Linked DNA regions of Mus musculus: region 1 is linked to region 2. The links are chromatin contacts, called in public promoter capture Hi-C maps. All regions are on one chromosome and are shown on one strand. The core of a region is the stretch at or near the end of the contact, and the rest is flanking DNA. Distances in the headings are between cores, read along the strand shown. Region 1 holds the start of Mki67 (antigen identified by monoclonal antibody Ki 67). Region 2 overlaps Ptpre (protein tyrosine phosphatase, receptor type, E).

The links. Promoter capture Hi-C pulls out the DNA fragments that hold promoters and counts their contacts.
Region 1: a promoter capture Hi-C map of macrophages shows a contact between it and region 2, with 5 read pairs. The contact joins the promoter of Mki67 here to the enhancer-like site in region 2. A contact is called at or near these places in 4 of 39 promoter capture datasets (hematopoietic stem and progenitor cells, macrophages, neutrophils and 1 more), 1 of 484 Hi-C or Micro-C datasets (neutrophils), 3 of 115 datasets of contacts at active chromatin or transcription factors (effector CD8 T cells, memory CD8 T cells and pancreatic cancer cells) and 2 of 9 other capture datasets (adipose tissue and liver).

What each region holds. Positions count from the first base shown.
Region 1 is chr7:135,713,019-135,718,712 of GRCm38.p6, reverse strand. Mki67 (antigen identified by monoclonal antibody Ki 67) reads left to right here and starts at 2,334. Exons shown (of 14, transcript NM_001081117.2): 1 at 2,334-2,665; 2 at 4,674-4,752; 3 at 4,841-4,956. The coding sequence starts at 2,574.
Region 2 is chr7:135,600,228-135,605,699 of GRCm38.p6, reverse strand. Ptpre (protein tyrosine phosphatase, receptor type, E) reads right to left here. Exons shown (of 21, transcript NM_011212.3): 2 at 4,213-4,235. Among named protein-coding and RNA genes, the nearest start is that of Mir1962, 37 kb to the right of the region's middle. Within about 2 kb of position 3,194, at least 32 of the 459 cell types and tissues checked have an H3K27ac peak or open chromatin away from gene starts, as enhancers often do. A contact at or near this core is called in hematopoietic stem and progenitor cells and macrophages, where this site is marked.

The DNA.
Region 1 (5,694 bases), core at 1,085-3,584, 110 kb before region 2:
CGTGAGGAACGGGAAGAGAGTAGGGGGTGTTTTTATAATGCTTAGGTAGCTTTATATGGGTGGGGGCTTCAATGACATGGACCCGATAGGCTCATATATTTGAAATGGTTCCCAGTTGGTCGAGCTGTTGGGGAAGGATTAGGAGCTGTAGCTCTCTGTTGGAGGAAGTACATCACTGGGGGTGGGCTTTGAGGTTTGAATTATCCACTCCATCCTGAGTGTGTCTCTCTTTCTCTCTCTCTCTCTTTCTCTCTCTCCCCCCTCCCTCCCTCCCTCTCTCCCCTCCCCTCCCTCTCCCTCTCTCCCCTCTCCCTCTCTCCCCTCCCCCTCCCTCTCTCCCCTACCCTTACCCCCCCCTCCCCGTTCTATGTGTCTTGCACTTGTGGATCAGATGTAAGCTCTCAGCTCTTCAGGGCCATGCCTAGCTACCTGCCTGCATGTTCCCCACTATGATAGTCATAGACTCTAACCCTCTGGAACTATGAGCCCCAAGTTAAATGTTTTTTTGTTTTGTTTTGGTTTGTTTTTTTAATTTTTTAAAATAAGTTGCCTTGGTCATGGTGTTTTCTCATGACAACGGAAAAGTAATGAAGACACTGTGGCTCTTAAAGTTACGTTCCTCAAGGCTATAATTTAAAACAAAGCATAAAGTGTAAATTTTAAGCACATTTTAAAAAACAATTAAAAATATATGAACGGAGGGCTGAAGAGATGGCATAGGGGTTATGAGGCCTCGCTGCTCTTGGAGAAAACCTAGGTCAGGCCTCATTAGCTACTTCAGGAGGCTCACAACTGCCCGCAACTCTAGTCCTGTGAGATCCAATGCTATCTACTGATATACAGAGGTACCTGTACTCATATCCACATGGTCAGACACAGACACACACATTTATATACATATTCATGATAAAGTAACAACTATATATGTGTGTGTGTATGTGTGTATGAACTGATCTGCTTTTTAAATCTCTCTCTCTCTATCTATCTATTGCTTAGGTTTCAGGATGAGAAGGCAATGCCCAAGGCCTAAAGTAGAGCTTGGATCCTGGCAGCCCTAACAAGGCAGGCTGGACCACCCATCCTCAGTAGGCTAATTAAAGAGGAGGCAACAGTGAGAAGCACAGAAAGGGGGTGTATTCATGTGGCCCCATTGTGAATAGGAGCAAAGGGGCCCAATGGCACCCTAAATATATTTTTGAAGTCCTGACCAGAGGTTTAGGTTTAGAGGCCAAGAGGTATGCTATAACTAATCAGCCTGGGTTAGGGTGGTATAACACACTCGTTCCCCAGAGTGAAATTTCATGGCTTCATACTTCAGGCTTGTCCTTGAGACCTTGAGGAGAGGGTAGACATTGGTTCTATTGCCCCAGAAGCGGAATTTTTACAACACCCTACTGGAAGAACACTGATCCAGGAACAGGAGGAGGGAGCATGAAAAAAGAGGACAGGAAAACATAGGTACTCTATATTCATCTGACTGGCACCTGGCCTCAGATAACCCCAACTGGTGCCCCAGGAGCCCTATTTTAGGATTTGCAGGTGCAGTCTTGCACAGGTTATTTTAATCGGCATTTCCCCCTGAAACAGCAAAGCATTGCAAACTTAACCGTGCCGCAGCAATAACTCTTAAGTTATGGTTTCGGAAAAACCGTGCCACTGCCTCAGTGTTCATTAAGCAGGGAGACTGTAGAATGAATTATAATGATGTCCCCCAGTTTTTAAAGGACAGTTTGAGGGATACTGAAAAGGCAGGAGAAACAACCTTAGGTTGCGTATGAGGTGTTGCAGAAACGGCAGAGGAAGGGTATAAATTTTAAAAATAGAAAGCTTCTAGCGTTGAGCAAGATGCGGCGTTGTCGGTGTTTGATTTCTGGAGAGGGAGCCTACAGGTAGCTTCCTACAGGTCGCCACGCTAGTTTTGCTGACACTGAAAAAGCTGGGACCCTCTACCCTGCCTATTAGAGCAGCAGTGGCCCGCCCACCAGCCCCACCCTGCCCGCCTTCCGGAGCTTATCTCCGCTCGGGTTCCGCTTCTCCAGCCAGCTTCTGGCCCGGCCCCGCCTACCGGCCTGGCCCCTCCCACCTTCCGGCTCCACCCCCCCCCCCCCCCCCAGGCTCGCAGCCTGGCCCCACCTCTGGACTTCCCCAATCCTCTGTCGCCCTCGCCATTGGTCTCTGGCTGGCCGCCTGGCCCAATCGCAGCACTTAGCGCCAGAATTTGAACCGCCGTTTTGGTTTGAATCGGGCGGGCTGCGGCGGGCGAGCCTTGGCGCGGAACCGCCTAGGCGGACAGTCGGGGCTGGACGGGGCGGCGGGTGGCGGGTGGCGGGCACTTGGGACGCGGGCGGCGGGAGTGCGGGTCTGGTCGGGGCGGAGCGAAGGCCGCGGGTGGCCGTGGTCGGTCCTCCGCGGCTAAGGAGCCGAGGGCTCCGACGCGGGCTGCGCCCGGTGAGCGGCGGCCAGAGCTAACTTGCGCTGACTGGACCAGCTGAGGAGCGGCCCGGCGGGGCGACTGCGAGCTTCACCGAGAGGCTTCTCCGCCCTGGTCCGCAGTCCCGACGGCCGGGCGGACCATGGCGTCCTCGGCTCACCTGGTCACCATCAAGCGGAGCGGCGATGACGGCGCACACTTCCCGCTGAGCCTCAGCTCCTGCCTGTTTGGAAGGTGAGTGCGCGCCGGGGCTGAGGTGACCCGGGGCGGCGACCCCGCGGCCCAACCCCCCTCTGCGTTTGACAGGGTTGTCCCTGTGGCTTGTTCGGAAGTCACGCTCATGCATTGGGAGCTTCCAAATGGAATCGGGATTTTACACTCGGTAGACGCGAGGCTGACGTCGGTGTCCCGCAACTTCCGCACTGTCGTTCTCAGGCAGCCGGCTGTGGCTCTGGATGTTTCGGGAAACATCAGATAGGAGAACCCTGCTCGGGTGCTCTGGGAGAGTCCCCTCTCACCCTCCCCCGTCGGTCGGATGGCAATCTTCCCTGAGGCCTTCCAGGCAGTGGCTGGTGTTGCCACTTCTGCAAACGTTGACCCTTATGGCTTTCTGCCGCGTTTGAAATGTTACTTGAGAGGATGCTTTTAAGAAAACTCGTCTTTCCTAACACCATGCAGATTGGTGACTAGGTTTTAGATTGTTTTGTTTGTCTCCCAGTAGATTAAATTCCAAGACAAGGTCTGCCTTGTTAATGGTTACATCTCTAGGGTCCCATATGGCGACTGACACTTAAGATCAATCAGTGTGTGGCACAGGATGAGTGGTAGGAAGATGGCGATCTGGCAAGAATGGTAGTTCTCAGACATTTGACAAAGTCTGGTGACAGATTTTCATGTCACCCTGGGAGAGGTGCCTGCCGTTAGTTAGTACTGCTGAGTAAGGACAGAGACATGGTGTATTTGACAGTCGAGGAAGTATCTGGTCCAGAATGTCTGTGGTCTTTTGTATCTAGTATGGATTGTGGTGATCTTTTTGCTCCGTAAAACGGGGTTCGAACATATGGTCTTTCTGCCTGGTGTTTTGAAACCCAAAACCTCTGTTTTCTTGAGAGTAAGAACTTCCTGTCAGAGTAAAGAACTTTCTATAACTTTGTTGTTGTTTAAAAGAAGAGAGTACAAATTCTTGTCACAAGTGTCATTCATTTTGATTATTCTGCAATATTACTTAAATATACTTTTAACAAGTTTAAAAAAATTTAAATCAATTTGCATTTGGTTATGTGGTATTTATTGTAAGAGGTATGCTTAGACTCCAGAGGTTCATAGGAAAGCAGACAGTATATAGAGTATAGTCTGGCTTTTAAAGTTCACGATGGAGCTACCAGCGAAAGTCCTGGTTTGTGGCTGGATTAGAATTGTCCCTTCTGTGCTGTGCCACCACAATGCTAGCTTTCCAGAAAGACATTCTAATCTAGATACTGATTGTGGATTAGTGTTTGTGTTGTGAAGACATCTGAGTCTGTCAACTCGGTGTCGTTCTAAAATGACTCGCATAGATTAGCTGTGTGCCCCATACCCAAGTGATATATACAACTATAGCTGAATAGCAACATGGGTGCTGGTATAGATCTTTTGTGTATGAAGAAACTGAGGCATTGATTAGCCACAGCACATTTTATGCTAGTAGTCTTCTGTGTCCTTAAACACCCATATTGTTATAAACACATTACAAAGGTCTTCTAAGCTGGGTAGTGGTGGCACCCGCCTTTAGTCCCAGCATTTGGGAGGCAGAGGCAGGTGAATTTCAGAGTTGGAGGACAGCCTGGTCTACAAAGTGAGTTCCAGAACAACAGGGCTACACAGAGAAACCCTGTCTTGAAAAAAAAATCAAAAAGCCAACCAACCAAACAACCAACCAAACAAAAAAACCCAAAGTTCTCCTAAACTGACAGAAAGTTCTCTTTTATTTGTGTCTTGTAATTATAACTACTTACATGAAAAGTAATTGTGTGTGCTAGTATTTTCTAATATAATTATTCTGAAGTACTAGAAGTCTCCATCTTTTATGGTTTCATAGGCAGTACTTGTGAACATTGCCCTGCCCCTCATATCTTGTCAGTCCTTGTGTCGTTACACTTATAATATAAACATACTAGTCAAATTCTGCTAATATTTTGAAAACTTGAGGGTTTCTTTTTTTTTGTTGCATACCCTCATAAATCCCTTACTTTTTTGTATTAAGGAGTATTGAATGTGACATTCGTATCCAGCTGCCTGTAGTGTCAAAAAGACATTGCAAAATTGAAGTCAAAGAGCAAGAGGTAAGTTGGCTTTGGAAATCAACTCTTAAAGCTTTTGAAGGTGACTTGAAGCAAGTCCTTAGTGTTTGCCTCTCCTCTCTCCTCGTAGGCAATATTATATAATTTCAGTTCTACCAATCCAACTCAAGTAAACGGGGTTACTATAGATGAGCCTGTGAGGCTGAGACATGGAGACATAATAACCATCATTGACCGCTCCTTTAGGTGAGTGAAAGCCAACTGGATGAGTTCTGAACACTGTGCTTTCGTTAATCACAAACTAGTACCATGGTTTGATCCTTTTTTGGTGTTGGTGGATGTTAGAAATGTCTCACTCTGTGTGTGTGTGTGTGTGTGTGTGTGTGTGTGTGTGTGTGAGCGCACACATACATGTCCATGCAGGTGCTTGGGCCTGGGCCTGTGGAGAATAGAGGACAAGCTCAGATGTGGTCCTCGGGATCTGGGTCAGTTTTCCCCCCCTTTTTGATCAGGGTCTCTTAACAGGCCTAGGATTCACCAAGTAACGGGCGAGATTGGCTAGACACCCGAGCCCGGGGCCCTCCTGTCTTTGCTTTCCCAGTGTTGATGGCGCATCTTAAAGTTCCTAGCTCCTAGTCCCTTTGAGAGAGTGTGTTTGGCCCTTAAAGAACAATTTTGTTATACTGAGGCAATTGGGCTGCATCCTAACTTAGGACTAATGTCATTATAATAAGGAAAGATTAGCATACAGGGGAGCAAGTGAGTGAAGGAAAGTGCTGTGTAAGAGACAGAAAGAAGGCGGCCGGTCCAGGAGACCCAGAGGAGCCATTCCTACAGATGCCTTGGACTTGGCCTTCCAGCCAGAATTGTGAGCAGCAAATTTCTGTTGTTTAAGGTACTCTGTCTGTGTTTTAATTATTGGAGTCCTAGCCGACTAATACACCACAGCCAAGTCACAAGGGAAACTTCTGCAACTCTGTGTGT
Region 2 (5,472 bases), core at 1,945-4,444:
GATTGCCTGCCTCTGTGTGTGACAATAGACTTCCTACCAGACTCCTCTGGGAAGCACTTCTAGAAAAAAGGTGGCAGCTCCCTGGGGTTTGAGACTGGAAGGCCATGAGTCACCCTTAGCTCCCAGAGTGCATTGCAGACCACAGGCTCTCAGGGAAAGCCCAGGCACAGGCAACGGCCTCACAGAGGGCCTGGGCCACACACCCTCCAGAGGTGCACCTCTTCCTGTGCTATGCTGACTTACTCTGGCCCCTTCCTGCCATTCCAAAGGCTAATTCAGGGCTTGCAGCTCCTGCTCCGCCTACTAAAGTCACCCCAGTGACTTTCCACTTAAGGATGCCAACACCTCGAAGAGCAGGGGCAGGAACTATTATTTGAAAAAATCAGATTATTTGTCTTGCTCGAGTGGTCATTCATACCAACACCACTGAAAAAGCATTGACTCAGAGGAGAAAACGAAACAAGCTTTGCAAGTGTGAAGGGCGGAGCCATAGGTCTGTGCTGGTGAACTGGTGAACGCCCGCCCGGCTGCTGTTTGCTATTAGCACTTTCGTTCAGTTTTTAATCCCTTTGGTGTTTCCATGAGCCAGGGTGAGACCATCACTTTACAGCGTTATTTGCTTCTTCTTGGCTGTGGCCACTTTTAGGTTTTAAAGTGGAGATGCTCCTCGAGGCTGGAGAATGTATTTAAACCTTAGTTATCTGTCTTCCATAAATTCTATTCTCCCATTTCTTTGCATTAGATTCTGGACCACAGGAACCCACTCAACTGTGACATTCTCCAGATGAAACACCTTTGGCCACAGATAAGCATGACAGGACTACTTCTCCAAGTCCACTGTTTTGTCTTTTGTGTGTTAGCTTGTGGTGTGTGTGTGTGTGTGTGTGTGTGTGTGTGTGTGTGTGTGTATGTGTCTGTGTGTATGTGTGTGTGTATGTGTGTGTCTGTGTGTATGTGTCTGTGTGTATGTGTGTGTATGTGTGTGTGTTTGTGTGCCTGTGAAGAGGCCAAAGGTCCACAGCAGATGTTTTTCTCTATTGTTCTCTGCCATATCTTTGAGACCCACTTTCTCATTGAACCAGAAACTCACTAATTTGCCCAGGGCAGCTGACCCGTGAGTCCCAGGGACTGGGCTTGCCTCTGCCTCCCCAGTGTTGGGATTACAAGTGTGTACCTCCATGCCCAGCTGTTTATACATTTGTTGGGAATTAAACTCAACTCTTCATGTTGCATAGCAAGAACTTTATTAAATTTATTGTTAAATGCAAAATTAAAAGGGTTGACTCTTGCTTAAAGGACTTCCCAAACAAAAGAGAATAATTTTGAATCTTTTTAAGAAAGCCAATATTAAGATAGTTATTTTTTAGTGGAAATTCAAGAATGATGCCAGTAAACTGAAAGCCTTTTGACAGCTGGGCAGAAAAAAAGAGGTTTGCTGGGGCTGGTGTGTCTATTTTGCTAGGGTTGCTGGCCTGGTTTCTTTACAGCCATCACACAAAGCATGGACGAGGGCTTGTGATGGTCTCCAGTTTCAGGGAGCTTACCTGCACTACCCAAGCAGACTGTCCAAAGTCCCAAATCGTCCAAAAGCCAGTTTCAGAGGGCAGAAGTTAGAAATCATTCTGTTGACCAGTCACTGAAATCCTAAATCTCTGTGCCTATATTTCAAATGTTTGCTAACGGAAACCAAACAGGCCAGAGAATCTTGCTGAGGGCCAGAAAGCACAGTCCCAGTGAAGGCAGACTAGGTTACCCTGTCCACTCCTCAAATACGCCTCATGTCAAAGTGAATGATTCCCAAAGTCTTCCTCAACCACATACCTTTTGAATCAAGGTCTCTCACTGTACTTGGAACTTGACTGGGGTTCTCCCACACTGGCTGGCCAATTAGCCCTCAGGATCTCCTGCCCTGCCCATCCCACGCCAGCCAGCATCAGTACCGCAGTTGCAGGCACTCACTTCTGTGCTTGGCTTTTTGTGTAGGTGCTGGGGGTTGGAACTCAGGATCTCAAGCATGCTCAGCAGACACTTTACCACAGAGCCATCTCCCAGCCCCATATATTTAAAGCCAGGAACTGAGTGACTGACTAAAGCAGAATGGATGCTGAGGCAAAAGTCAGGGCCAAGAGGATCGGAGCTGCTGCCTGGATATCACAGATCCACACAGGAAACAAAGACACACAGAAGTCAGTTTAGCATTGCTGGGCAGGAGGTCTGGCCTTCCAGACCTGTTGCTGGGTTTTAAACAGGGCTCTGGGAGAGGAGAAGCTGAGGCCAGGTTAGCAGCTGTTGTCACAGGATCACTCGTTTGGACAGCTGCTGGATCATTGCTGGGCATCAGGGCAGTGGACCAAGAGGCTCGGAAATGCTAGAATGGGAGGAAGGAAGGCTGGCTCTGGACAAGCCAGCCCAGCACCAAGTGCCAAGAAGTACAAAGGTCACATGTTTAGAACCAACCAGAATCTGTTCCTGTGTTTCAAAAGACAAATCCATGGGGCCTAACCTATGACTACTTCCCTCCAGCATGGAAGGCACTTTAAGAAACAAAAGCAAACCGCTCAAATCCACAGTGTCACGTTTCATGTGCATTCCCCGCCAACATGCACCCATCAACACCTCTGGCTTTTGTTCCAGGACAATAGGAGTTGCTGACTGGCAATTAAAGCTTTATCTCATACAAACAATCCCAGTGAGCCTCCCCTTTGTCCCCACTGCCCCCATTTACCCAAGCAGAGTTGGATGCCACTCATAATCAATTACATCTAACAACAATGCAACAGATAGCAGGACCATAAAACTCAGAAAGGCTAAAGGAAGGCTTCATTCTTTCTTAGCTTGAGAAATTCTGGATTATCATCATCCCACATTGCCAAAACAGAGAAAGAGCAATCTGATCAAACCAAGCACAACTGTACACATTTACGTTCCAATGGAGAAACACCAAGGAAGGACCCCTTGCCTCAGAGAGGAGGCCAGCCAATCTAACAGCCTTAAAGTCTGGAACACAGTAGAAGTTTATTGTTCTTGCTTTTATTTTGTTATTTGACATAGGGTCTCATGTAAACCGGGCTAGCCTTTAACTCGAGACTTCTTGGCTCTGTCTTCCAAGTCCTGGGATTACAGGCATGTGGTAGCTGCCCCAACAGTAAAAATATTTCAAAGGTGGCCGTGCATTCGGAAATGGAACTTCCTACTTTGCACTCTGGTGACGCCCATTAAGGGCAGTATTATCAGCTGAGCATTTTGTGTTCCTCTTGTGACCACACTGCAGCCATTTCTAAACTCAGATTCTGTGGGGTTTAGTGGAGTGTGCCCTGAACCTCAATACTTAGGAGGCAGAAGCAGTAAGATCACATGAAGTTGAGGCCAGCCTAGTCTACACAGTGAGTTTTAGGCCAGTCAGACCTACGGCCTCAACAAGCAAGTAAGCAAGAAAGCAAAACAACAAAACTCTTAGACACCCCTCTCTCCCTTTCTTCTGAAAAGGGGAACATCATTAAGTTGATTTAAATGTTTTTGAAAAAGGCTATGAAGGGGATGGTGGCAGTATAGGCCTGGAATCTCATCTCTAAGGATGTCAAAGCAAAAGGACCTTGAGTTTGAGGCCAGCTCTGGCAACGTAGTGAGAGCTTGCCTGAAACAAGACAAAACAAGATGTGGGTCATGATGTTTAAAGTCTTTAATGTATTTTCTTACAGGCATCAGAGAAGTAGAATTTGGCTGTTACCTAGCCCCTGTCGGTGTACAACACAAAATTCCATGACATTGATGCATCTTTCAGAAATGTCATTCAGAAAAACACCTCCTCACCCGTTTCCCCCAGGGCAGTAGCTCCACTTATGAGAAGAAACGCCCATCAGGCCGCCATGTGCCGCTGTGCTATGCACCCTAATGGGTGTTGAATGTGTGCCACTGAGATAAGGTTGTAAAAGAAACAGGACAGAGAAAGGAAAGCACGTGGGAACTGCCCACAGCAATGCATCTCAGGACATCGAGTGGCTGAGCTACATTTCAAATGCCAGGGAAAAAATAATAATAACGAGAAGTGTGATGTGAGACATTGAGTAAGTTAAGGCACTAAATTTGCATGTCACCCTCTGACCATATGGCCTGTTTCTCAACAGGATAAACCTTACAGAACAATTAAATCCCAGGCATCTTAAGCTAACCAATCAGACATTAGAAACAATTTTTAGAAAATTATGTACTCACCAAGGGGAAATGAGGGCTATAGTCTGAAAGAGAAAGAAAGAAAACAAAAGAACATTAGTTTTCTGGTGACACTGTTGGTCTCTCTCACTTGGGTCTCCAATTTCCAACAGTGCTGGTGGCTGACACTCTTCACAGGGTCTTCAGGAGCTTGCTTAGTCTTGATGGTAGTTTCTTTTTGCTACATGCATTGGCTTTCAACATCTATGACCTGCACCAAACTTTCTTGTGCTCCCTGGAAGCCAATTGAGGGTGGAATGTGGCTCCCCAGGGTCTGAAGTGTTTGACACCCAGCCCTTAAGGGCCTGACTTCAATCGGTTGCTGTCCCTAGTGAGGGGTGTAAAGGTCCCACCCGAAGCAGTCCCCATACCTTCCCTGGAGATGGTCTTTCAAGGTAGAGGCACCTTTCCACTCTACACCCCTGGGGTCGCCTCTGATCGTCACCTAGCTTAAGCTGTGTGTTCTTCCCATTAAAAAGAATTATTAAGATATAATTTATATATGTAAGATTTGCCCACTCCGAATGTACAATTTATTGGTTTTTAGTATATTCAAGAATTTAGTAACCTCATTAAAATCTCATGTTAGAGGCGAGAGAGATGGCTCGGCTAGGAGCTTGCTGCTCTTGCAGAGTGCTAGGGTTTGATTCCCAGCACCAGCATGATTTCCAACCCTCTGTAACTCTAGCTCCAAGGGATATATCATCTTCCGTTTTCCTCACGTTCTGCACACATGTGGCACACAGGCATACCATGCAGGCAAAGCACTCTATACACACTGAAATAAAATTAATAAAAAAAAAAGACTCACACATCTAATATAAGATCATTTTCATCATCCAAAAAGAAAATATACACTCATGAGTTCATTGTCCACCACTCTGGCCTCTCTCTGGCCCGTGACAACCACTCAGCTACTTTCTGTAGATTTCCCTATCCTGGCATTTTGTAGAAATAGACTTATAGCATATATGGCATTTTGCAATGAGATTCTTTCATTGAGAACAATTTTCCCAAGTCCTATCCATCCCATAGAATGCTCTAGTACCTCACTTGCTTTTACTAACAAATATTTCACCCCCCCCACAGTCTGTTTATCCATCCGTCAGCTGATGGATACAGCTCTGTGTTCCTGTTGGTTTTGCAGGCAACCTCACATGAGGCTTATCAGACTTTCATCTGCCTGCGGATGGAGATCTGGCTGGGTTGTGATTACTCACTTACACAGCTAAAGGGTAGGATCAGTTTTCAGTTGTCTCTATT